Linked DNA regions of Mus musculus: all the other regions are linked to region 3. The links are chromatin contacts, called in public promoter capture Hi-C maps. All regions are on one chromosome and are shown on one strand. The core of a region is the stretch at or near the end of the contact, and the rest is flanking DNA. Distances in the headings are between cores, read along the strand shown. Region 1 holds the start of Fbxo3 (F-box protein 3). Region 2 overlaps Cat (catalase). Region 3 holds the start of Nat10 (N-acetyltransferase 10).

The links. Promoter capture Hi-C pulls out the DNA fragments that hold promoters and counts their contacts. Capture Hi-C pulls out chosen DNA fragments and counts their contacts.
Region 1: a promoter capture Hi-C map of liver shows a contact between it and region 3, with 2.1 times the contacts expected there. The contact joins the promoter of Fbxo3 here to the promoter of Nat10 in region 3. A contact is called at or near these places in 7 of 39 promoter capture datasets (the HPC-7 cell line, erythroid cells, hematopoietic stem and progenitor cells and 4 more), 2 of 484 Hi-C or Micro-C datasets (Th1 cells and granulocytes), 8 of 115 datasets of contacts at active chromatin or transcription factors (the 230-238 cell line, the SCID.adh cell line, cardiomyocytes and 4 more) and 3 of 9 other capture datasets (adipose tissue, liver and pancreatic islet).
Region 2: a contact with region 3 is called in a promoter capture Hi-C map of second pharyngeal arch cranial neural crest. The contact joins the enhancer-like site here to the promoter of Nat10 in region 3. A contact is called at or near these places in 22 of 39 promoter capture datasets (the 3T3-L1 cell line, 3T3-L1-derived adipocytes, the C10 cell line and 14 more), 6 of 484 Hi-C or Micro-C datasets (the HPC-7 cell line, bone marrow-derived macrophages, centroblasts and 3 more), 15 of 115 datasets of contacts at active chromatin or transcription factors (the 230-238 cell line, the SCID.adh cell line, bone marrow-derived macrophages and 11 more) and 4 of 9 other capture datasets (adipose tissue, embryonic stem cells, liver and 1 more).

Annotation. Positions count from the first base shown.
Region 1 is chr2:104,025,567-104,029,222 of GRCm38.p6, forward strand. It overlaps Fbxo3 (F-box protein 3), which reads left to right and starts at 2,233. Exons shown (of 11, transcript NM_212433.1): 1 at 2,233-2,400. The coding sequence starts at 2,297. 4931422A03Rik (RIKEN cDNA 4931422A03 gene) reads right to left here and starts at 2,795. Exons shown (of 5, transcript NM_175161.3): 1 at 2,212-2,795; 2 at 1,656-1,721; 3 at 564-646. The coding sequence starts at 1,657.
Region 2 is chr2:103,460,079-103,463,592 of GRCm38.p6, forward strand. It overlaps Cat (catalase), which reads right to left. Exons shown (of 13, transcript NM_009804.2): 9 at 3,209-3,347; 10 at 164-294. Among named protein-coding and RNA genes, the nearest start is that of Cat, 23 kb to the right of the region's middle. Within about 2 kb of position 1,298, at least 55 of the 459 cell types and tissues checked have an H3K27ac peak or open chromatin away from gene starts, as enhancers often do. A contact at or near this core is called in double positive thymocytes, embryonic limb bud, forebrain and 3 more, where this site is marked.
Region 3 is chr2:103,759,281-103,762,909 of GRCm38.p6, forward strand. Nat10 (N-acetyltransferase 10) reads right to left here and starts at 1,990. Exons shown (of 29, transcript NM_153126.3): 1 at 1,769-1,990.

The DNA.
Region 1 (3,656 bases), core at 983-3,482, 270 kb after region 3:
GCTCCCAGCTTTCTTGTCCCACTAAGAAGGGCTCTTAGGTTGGAAAAAGGAAGATGTAATAAATACCAGAAAGTACTCGTGGCTCCTAAAAGACGGTGTTTTTATAGATGGAGAGAGGACACCTGTAGGCTATCATTTTAGAAGGATTCTTTAGAACTTGTTCTCAGTCAGTTCCTGCCCCACCTCCAAACAAGAACTTCTAGGCCTCTTAAGGAAGGGGGAATTAAGGATTAAAAAATGAATAAAAGCATGCATTTAGAGGTATATTTCCCTCCTTTTGGCCCCAAGTTTCAGTATGGAACTGTGTGATCTTGTGTTCATTTAAAATTTTAGTATTTTGTTCAGAGTTCTAGTTAGCATTAACTGTCAGTTTGACACAGCCTAGAGTGCTCTCTAGGGCTACTTGGGTTTGTCTCCTCCCCAACCAAACGTTATGGAGTGACCCTTCCACATTCTAAAGAGCAGAGCCAGTACTGTGTTCCTGTCAGTACTCTCCAGGCTTCAGGGCCAAGATCTTGTCCGTGGTAAGATAGGAATTGTGAATTAATGCCAGAAGGACTTACTGGAACATGGAACAGTCAAGCCACGTAAGTGACTGACCTGTGACGTCTTTTGGATTTCCCAAGCCTCTCTCACCACACAACCCCTGTGAAACAAACAGAAAAGAATTTACTCCTTGTTCACCACCCATCATACCTGTTCCACACCCACCCTCCATAGCATCTTTACAAAGCTGAAGAATTGCACCTTCCCGTCCTACAGTGGTCTCATTCACTTCAGCCCCCATGCTTGGGGTACTAAATCCAAATTTATAAAATAAAATGTAAAGAATTCAATTTCCTTACTTTTTACTTGTAGGCTGAGAATTTGCCATGTCAACCAAGTTAAAGTAGTTGAGAGAAACTCGTCAGAAGGGCAGGCTATATCATACCCTCCTCTGTCTTGATGTTAGAAATAAATTTGAGGGCTGGAGAGATGGCTCAGCGGTTAAAAGCACTGACTGCTCTTCCAGAGTTCAAATCCCAGCAACCACATGGTGGCTCACAACCATCTGTAATGAGATTGGATGCCTTCTTCTGATGTGTCTGAAGACAGCTACAGTGTACTTACATATAATAAACAAATCTTTAAAAAGAAGGAAAGAAGAAAGAAAGAAAGAAAGAAAGAAAGAAAGAAAGGAAGAAAGGAAGGAAGAAAGAAAGAAAGTTTGAGGTTGAAAATTGTTGGGAGCTGACTCTTAGCAGAAACTACTACCATCTCTGCAGCCATCGCGGGCTATTTACTTACAGGTTGGTACTTTTCCACCCTGATGAGAGACTTGTTTTCCTAGCATGATGTTTTTGCAAGCAGCCCACCACAGCTGAACACACTATAATAATATCCTGTTTTTCTCAGACACATCCTGGACTCCCCAGCTTGTGCTTATATACCCTGTCTTGTTTCCATTCTTCGAATCTCTTGCCCCTCCATCCCCACTCTCTCCCTTGCAGACAGACCTGCAGGCCGGTTCAGAAAAGAAAGAGACCACCACTCCAACTATTGTGTCTAGACAAGACAAATTTATGTTTATCAAGAGGGTGTGCTCAGAAGGTTAAAAAGAATCAAATTCCTTGTCCTAAACACAAGTTTTATAGCACTTGGTGGAAAATACTCACATTTGATTATTTCTTACACTTAAGTAGTTGGAAGAAACTTTCTCTGGGACCAGTAGGTTTAGAAGCCTGGTGGTAAGGGCTTGGGCAATTAACATTTGTTGGACAAGGAATTTATCCAGAGGTCATTTTCGGTTTTTTTGAAGGACAGTTTTTTGCCTTGTGGGCCATGGAAGAATTATAACCTCCCTATCATTTCAAAGTTGGAATGCCTTCCCCTGTGTCTCTTTCCCCATCATTCCTTCCTTGCTAAGTGGACAGGGCTCAGAGCAGCAATTCCGAGTGCAGGTGGGGGTGAGTGGCAATGGGAGTCCGAGGCTGGCAACAGAGACCATGGATTGGAAATGAAGCAATGGGTTTGGGACCCAAAGGCCAGGTAGGGTTAGTGTAAGATTTAGGGAGAGGCTTTGAGGATACGAGATATAAAATGCGTGGAAGAAGAGACCAAAGACTCAGAAACAGACTGGCAGGGACAGCAGCGCCCCCGCAGGGCTGACCGCGGGGTGGGCGGGGCATCCCGGGGGCGGGGCTGGGGCCGGGTGACAGTTACATAACTAACCTGTGCTAGCGGCCGCCGAGCGGTTCGGGCGGCGGGGGCGGGGGCGGGGCCGGGGTGGTGCCAAGGCTGCAGCGGGCCGGGCAAGATGGCTGCCGTAGAGGCCGAGACGGGGCTGCTGACCCTGGAGTCGCTGCCCACCGACCCTCTGCTGCTCATCTTATCCTTCGTGGACTACAGGGACCTAATCAAGTAATGGGGCGGTGCTCTCGGCAGGGGTGGGAACGTGGAAGGAGGCAGGGAAGGAGGCCCGGGGTCGCTGGCTGGACGTGGGCTCCCTCCGCAGCAGGGTGACTGCAAGGCGGCCGTTATCCCGCATAGCGCCCCGGGGGGCTGAAGGAGACTCGGGGGAGCGGTCTGGGCATCCAGGTCTTACCCCTGCCCAGGCCTAGGTCCCCGGGAACTTAGCGCCCTCTCCCTCAAGCCTCGGCTAGGCCGGGTTGCGGAAGAGAGAGGTGGCTCCCTGGTCCTGCACCCCGCGGACCCTCGCTGGCCCTTTGGGGCCTGGTCTAGCGCTGTGGAAAGGCCACTGTCTCGGCCCACGCGCATCCCTGTCGCGCCTGGGGTCCCTGATGACCAGAGCCCTCGTGGGCAGGTAGAACGCGCGCGAGAAGGCCTGCGACCTTCTGACTCTGATGCCATCGTGATCGCGGGCAGCATACACTTTGTCTTGTGTCGGCGACTTTTTTGGCTGTCAGTTTCCCTTTTTATGGTGGGTGGTTGGATTTTGGGTTTTGTCACCGACTTCCGGTGAGGCCTTACAGGTGACTGCAGTTACCTTAGGGTTTCCCAGATGACCAGCATTTACTCCAAAAATAAACACCGGGCATGCGAGAATTCTTTCAGAAACCAGGACTGTTTTAGCGTGGAGGGACAAATGGTCCTGCCGTGTGCCCCTTTCTTGTCACCCTCACCCCCTGTGTCAGGATTGTTTACATTCTTGACCGCATAGCCTGGGTTTCTTGTGCTTCCGTATATATTTGTGGAGGCTGCAAAATGGCCCTCTCACATGGGGAAGACACACTTTTGGTTTTTGCTTCATTACTGGAATCTGGGCATCTATGTCCTCTGTTTTTAGGGGCCTTTAAGAGGTACAGATTTCTTGGAGTTACAGGTAGCTAAGTGGTGGCAGAGATATTTCCTGGGTTTTCTGTTATGGCCTCCACTCGTACCTGCTAAGACATTTGTCTTTCCAAAAAACACACTTCCCCCTACTCAGCCTGTACTAACACACAGAAAGTTTTTCTGTAGGAAAGGTTGGCCAGCTCAAATGTATTTCATCTGAAATAGTTTATTGCTATAACTTCTTATTTAGATAGCCTTCTTTCTTTGCTTGCTTGCTGCCAGAGTTACCTTCTAAAGACCAATCTGGCTGTCATTTTTCTTAAAAGCCCATGACATCCCTGTTTACAACACTGGACCCTGAACTTCTGCAGTATTTAAGGCCC
Region 2 (3,514 bases), core at 48-2,547, 300 kb before region 3:
GTCCCAGAACTTGAGAGAGAGAAGCAAGGAGGGCACATAGGAGTCAAGGCCAGCCTGGTCTATATAGGCCAGCAGAGCTATATAATGAGACTAATGGCACTCGTTAATGAGGTCTGACAAGAAAAACAGCCAAGCTCCCAGGAGGAGCCCAGAAAGCCATTACCTGAGTGACATTGTCTTCATTAGCACTGTTGAAGCGTTTCACATCTACAGCGCACTGGACGCTGTGCTCCAGGGCTGAGCGCTGCTGCTCTGGTGCGCTGAAGCTGTTGGGGTAATAGTTGGGGGCACCACCTTTGAAAAGAAGCAGAGACATCCTTAGAGATGTCATCTTAGTCATCCTTAGTGAGTCATCAATCTGGGAAGGAGAGGCCCACAGCAGTAATCAAACACACATACATCAGGCACCGATGTAAACACATCACATGCTGGGAAATGATTCTCTCTCCTCAGGTCTAACTACAGGCTCGGGGACACTGCCCTGCCCACAGGCACGTGTGGGCTGCCTGAGTAAAGAGATCTCAAATGCCAGTCAACACTTCAGAGGTCCTTGTCTATAACACCGCCTGGTGCTTACCTGCACCAGGAAGTTTCTTCAAAGATGTGACGTAGTTGTCTCTGAGATCAGGCCCAGAGACACCGGGGGATCTGATCGTCTCATTTGGATGTAGGCTCCATCTAATCGTTGACTCAACTGTACAGAGCAACCTAGTTCTATCCCCTCATTCCCTGGCCAAATCTGAAGCTCTGAGATGTTCATAGCTGGTGCATTGTTGGTGGGGCAGGGCTAGAAGCCTGCACTTCTGTCTGTTTCAATGAGGAAACTCGACAAAACTCTTCCTCGCATGCCTTTAAGGCTTTGGAACATCTCTCCTTAGCTTATTCTAATGTTCCCCTCAATTCTATTTTTACTTTCCCCACTTGGAAAAGTTAAAAAATAAATCTGTATTTGTAATATGCTAGCTTTCATTTATCTTAATTTTTTTGGACAAAATACTGGCAGATATAATTATACATCCTTCATGATTCTGAGATTAAAAAAATAAAGCTTTTCTTTTTCTCAGCTTGGCATTTTTTTATTAACTTTTATTTACTGTGCATGTGCAGGTTTACTTATACCACAAAACCCGTACGGACGTCAAAGAGCTGCTTGTGAGAGTCAACTCTCTCCCTCCATCCACCATGTGGGTCCCTGAGAGTGAACTCAGATCTTTGAGCTTGCAGCAGGTTCCCTGAGCCCTCTGAGCTACCTCACTGGCCCCTTGTTGTGGTATATTTACTTTCCACATGGCACGCTGCCGCTTTGGCTGGTATCAGCAGAAACTTGACTATGGGAGCTCACACTGCCCGTACAGAACGCTGCCTAGGCTAAGGAGTGGCTCACAGGAAGCAGCCTGTGACTGGAATGCTTCGTGGCTCTCCGACAGGACAGATTTTCCACTATGGATAATTAGGAGATGCCACCTAACACAGTGACCAAGGCACCAAGGGTGCATGCAGGGCAGAAAAAAAAAAGGCCATATACCATTATGGCGATCGGTTACTCATTTCAGAACGTAGCCTTGGGGTAGCTGTGTCGCTACGGCAAGGAAAGACTTCAACAGCTAACCACCACAATATTTCTTCACTAGGAATTCACCCTTTGAGAGGTTTTTAATTCTATTTTCAAATACATCCTGACCTTTACCCAAGAGTGGGAGTTGTCTTGGAGGCTCTGGCAACTGGAAACAATTAAGCTCTTTCATGAGAATTTCCAGAGCACAGCACAAACGTGCTCTAAAATCAAGCAGAGGACTTCAGCGTCAACCCCAGAGCAACTTTCTCACAAGTGTGCCAGCGGGATGTAAACACGAACTAATTAACTATAAACTAAGCTCAAGAGAAACAGGGACATCTGTCGGTGCCAGGCACAGCTGCAATAACAAAAAGGCCACAAAAGAAGGAAAAAAACATCAAAGTCTCGAAGACCGGAAAGGCAAGATTTAGACACAGGAAGTGTCAACTACGACGACTCAGGCCCATGCCTCCAGAGTCTTAAGGGAGCAGAAATACTAGACCTACTCAGTGGAGTTTGGCAGAAAGCATGCGCAGTCAGTAAACGCCAGGGAGGCCTGGGAGTTAAGGACAGGACAGCAGAGCACAAAAAGCATGTGCAAAGCAACTAAATGTGTAAAAATGGCGCCTGAAGGAGCACTGCAAGAAATACTGAAAGATGCGATTGGCCTGGCCTCTGGGTGTTAGAACTATTACATGGGTGTTTGTCCTCTATATCCCAAGTTGCCTTTAGAGTACACATATTCTTTGTTATTGGAGGTGTACCCTCTAGTATACGATATGTTTGATTTTTGTACAGATAGCTACTGTTTCAAATAGACTTCACTGGTCAAACTTCTTCAGAGACCGACTTCTGCAGCTATTAACTTAAGCACAGGCTCCCAGCATGAAATTAAAAAACCAAGATATTCATTAAACTCGAATATTAAAAGAAGACACATCAACCAAGCACTCTGCTTGGCTATCCAGAACTAAGACCTGAGGCTTTCGGTGCATTGGCATCAAGAAGGTAATTAAGATGGGAAAGCCACGCACTTGACAAATGAACCCTCAAAGCACTCAAATGCAGGAGAATGTCATCTCGGTAGCTTACTTAGGTAAAGTCAACTTGGGCAACAGACATGGAAGAAGAGCACAGCCCTTGAAATTCATTCTCTCTCTCTCTCTCTCTCTCTCTCTCTCTCTCTCTCTCTCTCCCCTCCCCGCCCCCTTCCAAATTCCAGTCAGAGTTGGTGCCCCAGTTTCACCAGAACTACAGGCAGAGGCGTGGACTTTGTGCCTCTGCGTTTCCAAGGTCTCAGAAGGGTAAGAGTGACCTGAGGAACTGTGCATTCTGTAGCTTAGGTTGGACACACTCCACAGCAGCCATTGTGGTAGTAGAGCTTCCACCTAGCCTTTCGCTTCAGACAGATACCAAGGGCAACTGGAGGAGGGAACTCTCTGGGATGTGTATAAAATGGATAGAAACCAGGAGAGACCACGGGCAGCTCAAAACTTCATAACAGAAGAGATCTGGGTGGCTGGCAGCGCCTATAGAGCATGTCACAGCACAGGAGGTCTCACGGTTTGAGAACCACTGGCCTAGCATCCTGGCCCACCCAGTCCTCATGCTCTCTGCCTTTACAGGGAAGGACTCAAATATATCCAGGCCTACCCTGGTTGTCATGCATGCACATGGGGCCATCACGCTGGTAGTTGGCCACTCGAGCGCGGTAGGGACAGTTCACAGGTATCTGCAGATAGTTGGGTCCCAGGCGGTGGCGGTGAGTGTCCGGGTAGGCAAAAAGGCGGCCCTACAGTAATACATAACAGACATTAGGATACTCAGTTACGAAACAGGAATGAAGCTATAAGCATCATTCTAAAATTTAAAGTCCATGAGTACTGCATAACCCTGCCTAGCTTTGCTTGGCAGAGTCAAGCCTCTTCCTACTTAGAAAGTGCATTCTCCCTAAAGTCG
Region 3 (3,629 bases), core at 740-3,239:
CTGATTCAATGTGTTTCTTTGGGTGAGAAGCCACACTAACGGCTCTATACAGGTGATTTTAAAAAGTACCATATGGGTTATTGGGTGTACAGTAGTACAATATTTGCCTAGCTGGGGACCTAAACTCAATTCCTCCAGCATTTAATAAAATATAAATGTTATCAAATTACCTATAACAAATAGGCCCCCCCCCCCAAAAAAATTAAGACAATCAATCACACTCCCCCGGTATTAGAGTGTCAGGCTATGTGTGATTTTAAAATTCAGGAACCTGTTGTGCTTTAAACAAAACCTCCTTCCCTAAACATAGGCTTTAACAGGTCTTAACACAAAACAGTATCACAATAAATGGCGCCTGTTTAGAAGGGGAAAGCAGTAAAAAAAAAATCTAGTATCCCAGGCTGGAGAGATGGCTCAGCACTGACTGCTCTTCCTAAGGTCCTGAGTTCAAATCCCAGCAACCACATGGTGGCTCACAGCCATCCTTAATGAGATCTGACACCCTCTTCTGGTGCGTCAGAAGACAACTACAGTGTGTTTAGATATAATAAATAAATAAGTCTTAAAAGAAAAAAAAATCTAGTATCCCAAGGCACTGATGTAACAAATAGACTTTACACTGGGATCTACCCAAGTCCAAAGCAACTCAGTTTGTAAGCTTTATGTTGCCAGCCACATAAACACCTACAAAAAATGAATGGGTACCTAATGTTAACGAGTCCAGCTTAATTGTTAAAAGTCTTATCTTGTCAGGCAGTGGTGGCCCACGCCTTTAATCCCAGCACTTGGGAGGCAGAAGCAGGCGGATTTCTGAGTTAGAGGCCAGACTGGTCTACAGAGTGAGTTCCAGGACAGCCAGGGCTATACAGAGAAACCCTGTCTTGGGGGGGGGGGGGGGGGGGAGTCTTATTTTTTGTTATAATAGGAGAGTCTTAGAATTAACAGGTAAGGCCCCTGAGTACAAGCTTTAATTCTAAAAAGTACTTTTAAAAGTAGATGAAATACAACTACACACAAAACTAATGTAAAATTAATGGCCAGAGTGAGGGATCTGATAACGATCTAAAATTACTGGTTCCAAGAAACGTTTAATACATAAGGAAAGCATTATTGGAAAGAGAAAATAAGATGAATCGTATTGGGTTTTGTTGTTGTTGTTGTTTGCTTTGTTTTGTTTTTTCAAACAGTCTCACTATGCAGACCAGACTGGCCTCGAGCTCCAAAAAATACTCCAGGCTCCACCTTCCAAGCGCTGGAATTAACGGTATACGCCACCACAACCTGATCGACAAGTCATTTTCATTCGGCTGTATCCATTCTTGTACACACAGCACCGGGTACTAAGCATCACGAGGTGCACTGTCAAATGTCCTGACTGAGACAGCTAAATAGTGCAAATAAACTGGCATACTGCAGTATTTAAGAGCAGAATATCTGGGACTAAACCGCGTTAGTTCAAAGCCTACCACTGCTACGAGGAGCCGAGTTTCTCAGAAAATAGTTTTGACACCAACCCATTCTCTCAAAGAGAGAGAAGAAGCCCGAGTGTGGGAAGGAGCCACACTCCCGGAAAGCGCTCGAGAAGCCAGCCCCGCATGTCAGAGTATCCCGGACCAGGAACGTCTGTCTGTAGGGCAGTCCAGGCGAAGAGTCCGAAGATACAGGCACCAGCCGGTACAGAAGCTTCCGTACTCGAGCCAGCCCTACCGGCCAGTGAAAGACCCAAACGCACATCTCAACATCCGACCCAGTCCCTTGCAAAGAGTACCTGCGCCCTGCTCCGGCCGACACCAGGCAGCTGCACAACGGAAGCACGTGAAGACACCGAGTTGCTACCCAGGCTGACCAATCTGCTGGAGAAAATTCTACACAGCTGAGCTACGCCGGGGCCGCCGCTGCACGTGAATCCGCTTAAGTGGCAGACAGCACGTGGGCAAGTGCTCAGAAGGGAGGGGACCACTACAGCTATGGGACCTTCCATGGCTTCGACGCTTAGTGATGACGTAAGAACACGCCGCGGATCTCCGCTACGCTTGCGCACTAACTCCCGGCCGCCATTTCGCCATTTGCTGCGGGTAACCTGGCTATGACAGGCGGAAGTAATCGTTTAGATATCCGGGTGTCTCGCATTTGCCGTTGCCACTGGTACAGGAACTCGTCCACTGTTGCTATGTTGAAAAAAACCTCTATAGCAGGGTTGTACAAGGCAATAGCTGTTGCTAGCGTAGGTGTTGTTTTATCGACCTCCCTACTTTTATATGAAACTAGCCCAGTAATTGTTTAATTCATCTTACTTGAACCTCCATCCGGCAGCAGTCTGAGAATGTCTGTAGACTTTGTACCAACGATCGTGGCCGCGGTACTCTGCAGGCTTTTCTTACTCATGCCAAGTGTACTAAAAGCCCAACATTGGGTCTCAAAGCTCATCCAACCACATCCACAAGGATACCCGTAAGTATGTCTGCTTTCCTTTTAGCATGAGCCACGTGAAATCGGTTTATCCTATATTTTTGGGCACAAGTTCTGTTATCTAAAACGAATTCCTTCCCCAAATTTACGCACCAACTTCAATATCAATCTAAATTTCAATGGACTTTAAAGACTTCATGATGCCTAGCCATATTGTTTTAAGTCACCAATACAGCCCTAGACTTAATACTAAGGTTCTAAATGCACTTAAGAAAATAAAACTACCAGTACTTTGTTATAATGGGCAGACAAGTCCTATAAGGTGGTGGTGACACAAGCAAAACACAAAACTTAGAAATAATGACCCTTGTGAGTACTCGACTTTTTTTTTTTTAAAGGAACCAATATAGGAAGAGGACAAAAATGGGCAAATAAGGCTAGTCGATTCTGCTTAAGTAGCCCAGATATGGTATTTCCGTTGTAATGAAAACAAAAAACTGGAATTTTGGGAACAGAGATGATGGCTATGATTACCTTAGTCACTGCAAAATCTGAAACCACCAGGTCAGGATGCAAACGGGGGCAACTGCCATAAGATAGTCAAGATTTAGAATGATAAAGTAGTAGGGCAGGGGAAGGGTAGCCAGTGCTAGATGGCTGAGCTGTCTATGCTGTGGAAGCATGTGATTTTACTGAAGAATATAAAGACAACAAAGACAGCTTCCAACTTACTGCCAACTGCCCCTATCAAGTAGTTGGACTGAAAATAGTTGATGTAGAATATTCTCAGTGTAGAATATCAAATGTGCTTGAGAAGATGGGTATGGGAATGGAACTGCACACCTGCAGGTTTAGAGGGTTTTGGAGACAATTCTCTTCCTCCACCTTTGTCCCAGGAGTCAAAACTCTGGTCTGGGTTGACTTCAAGTGATGATAGCTGCAGAGCCATTTCACTGGCCATTTAATATTCAAGCACTTTAGTGTGACTTTTGAATTTGAGGGGCTTGGGACTTAGGTATTTATAGACAAAGTAACTATAAAGAATTAATATTCAGAACAGCTAGGCTGGATTTGGCCACCTGGATTAAGTAAAACCAGAGATGAAACCATCCTTGAAGGCACAAGATACTCCGTGGTGACAGGGAATCTGAAATCCTTTCACCACTTCCAACTTACACCTCAATTTCTGCTGAAGAATGATGCACTTTCTGGATTACATT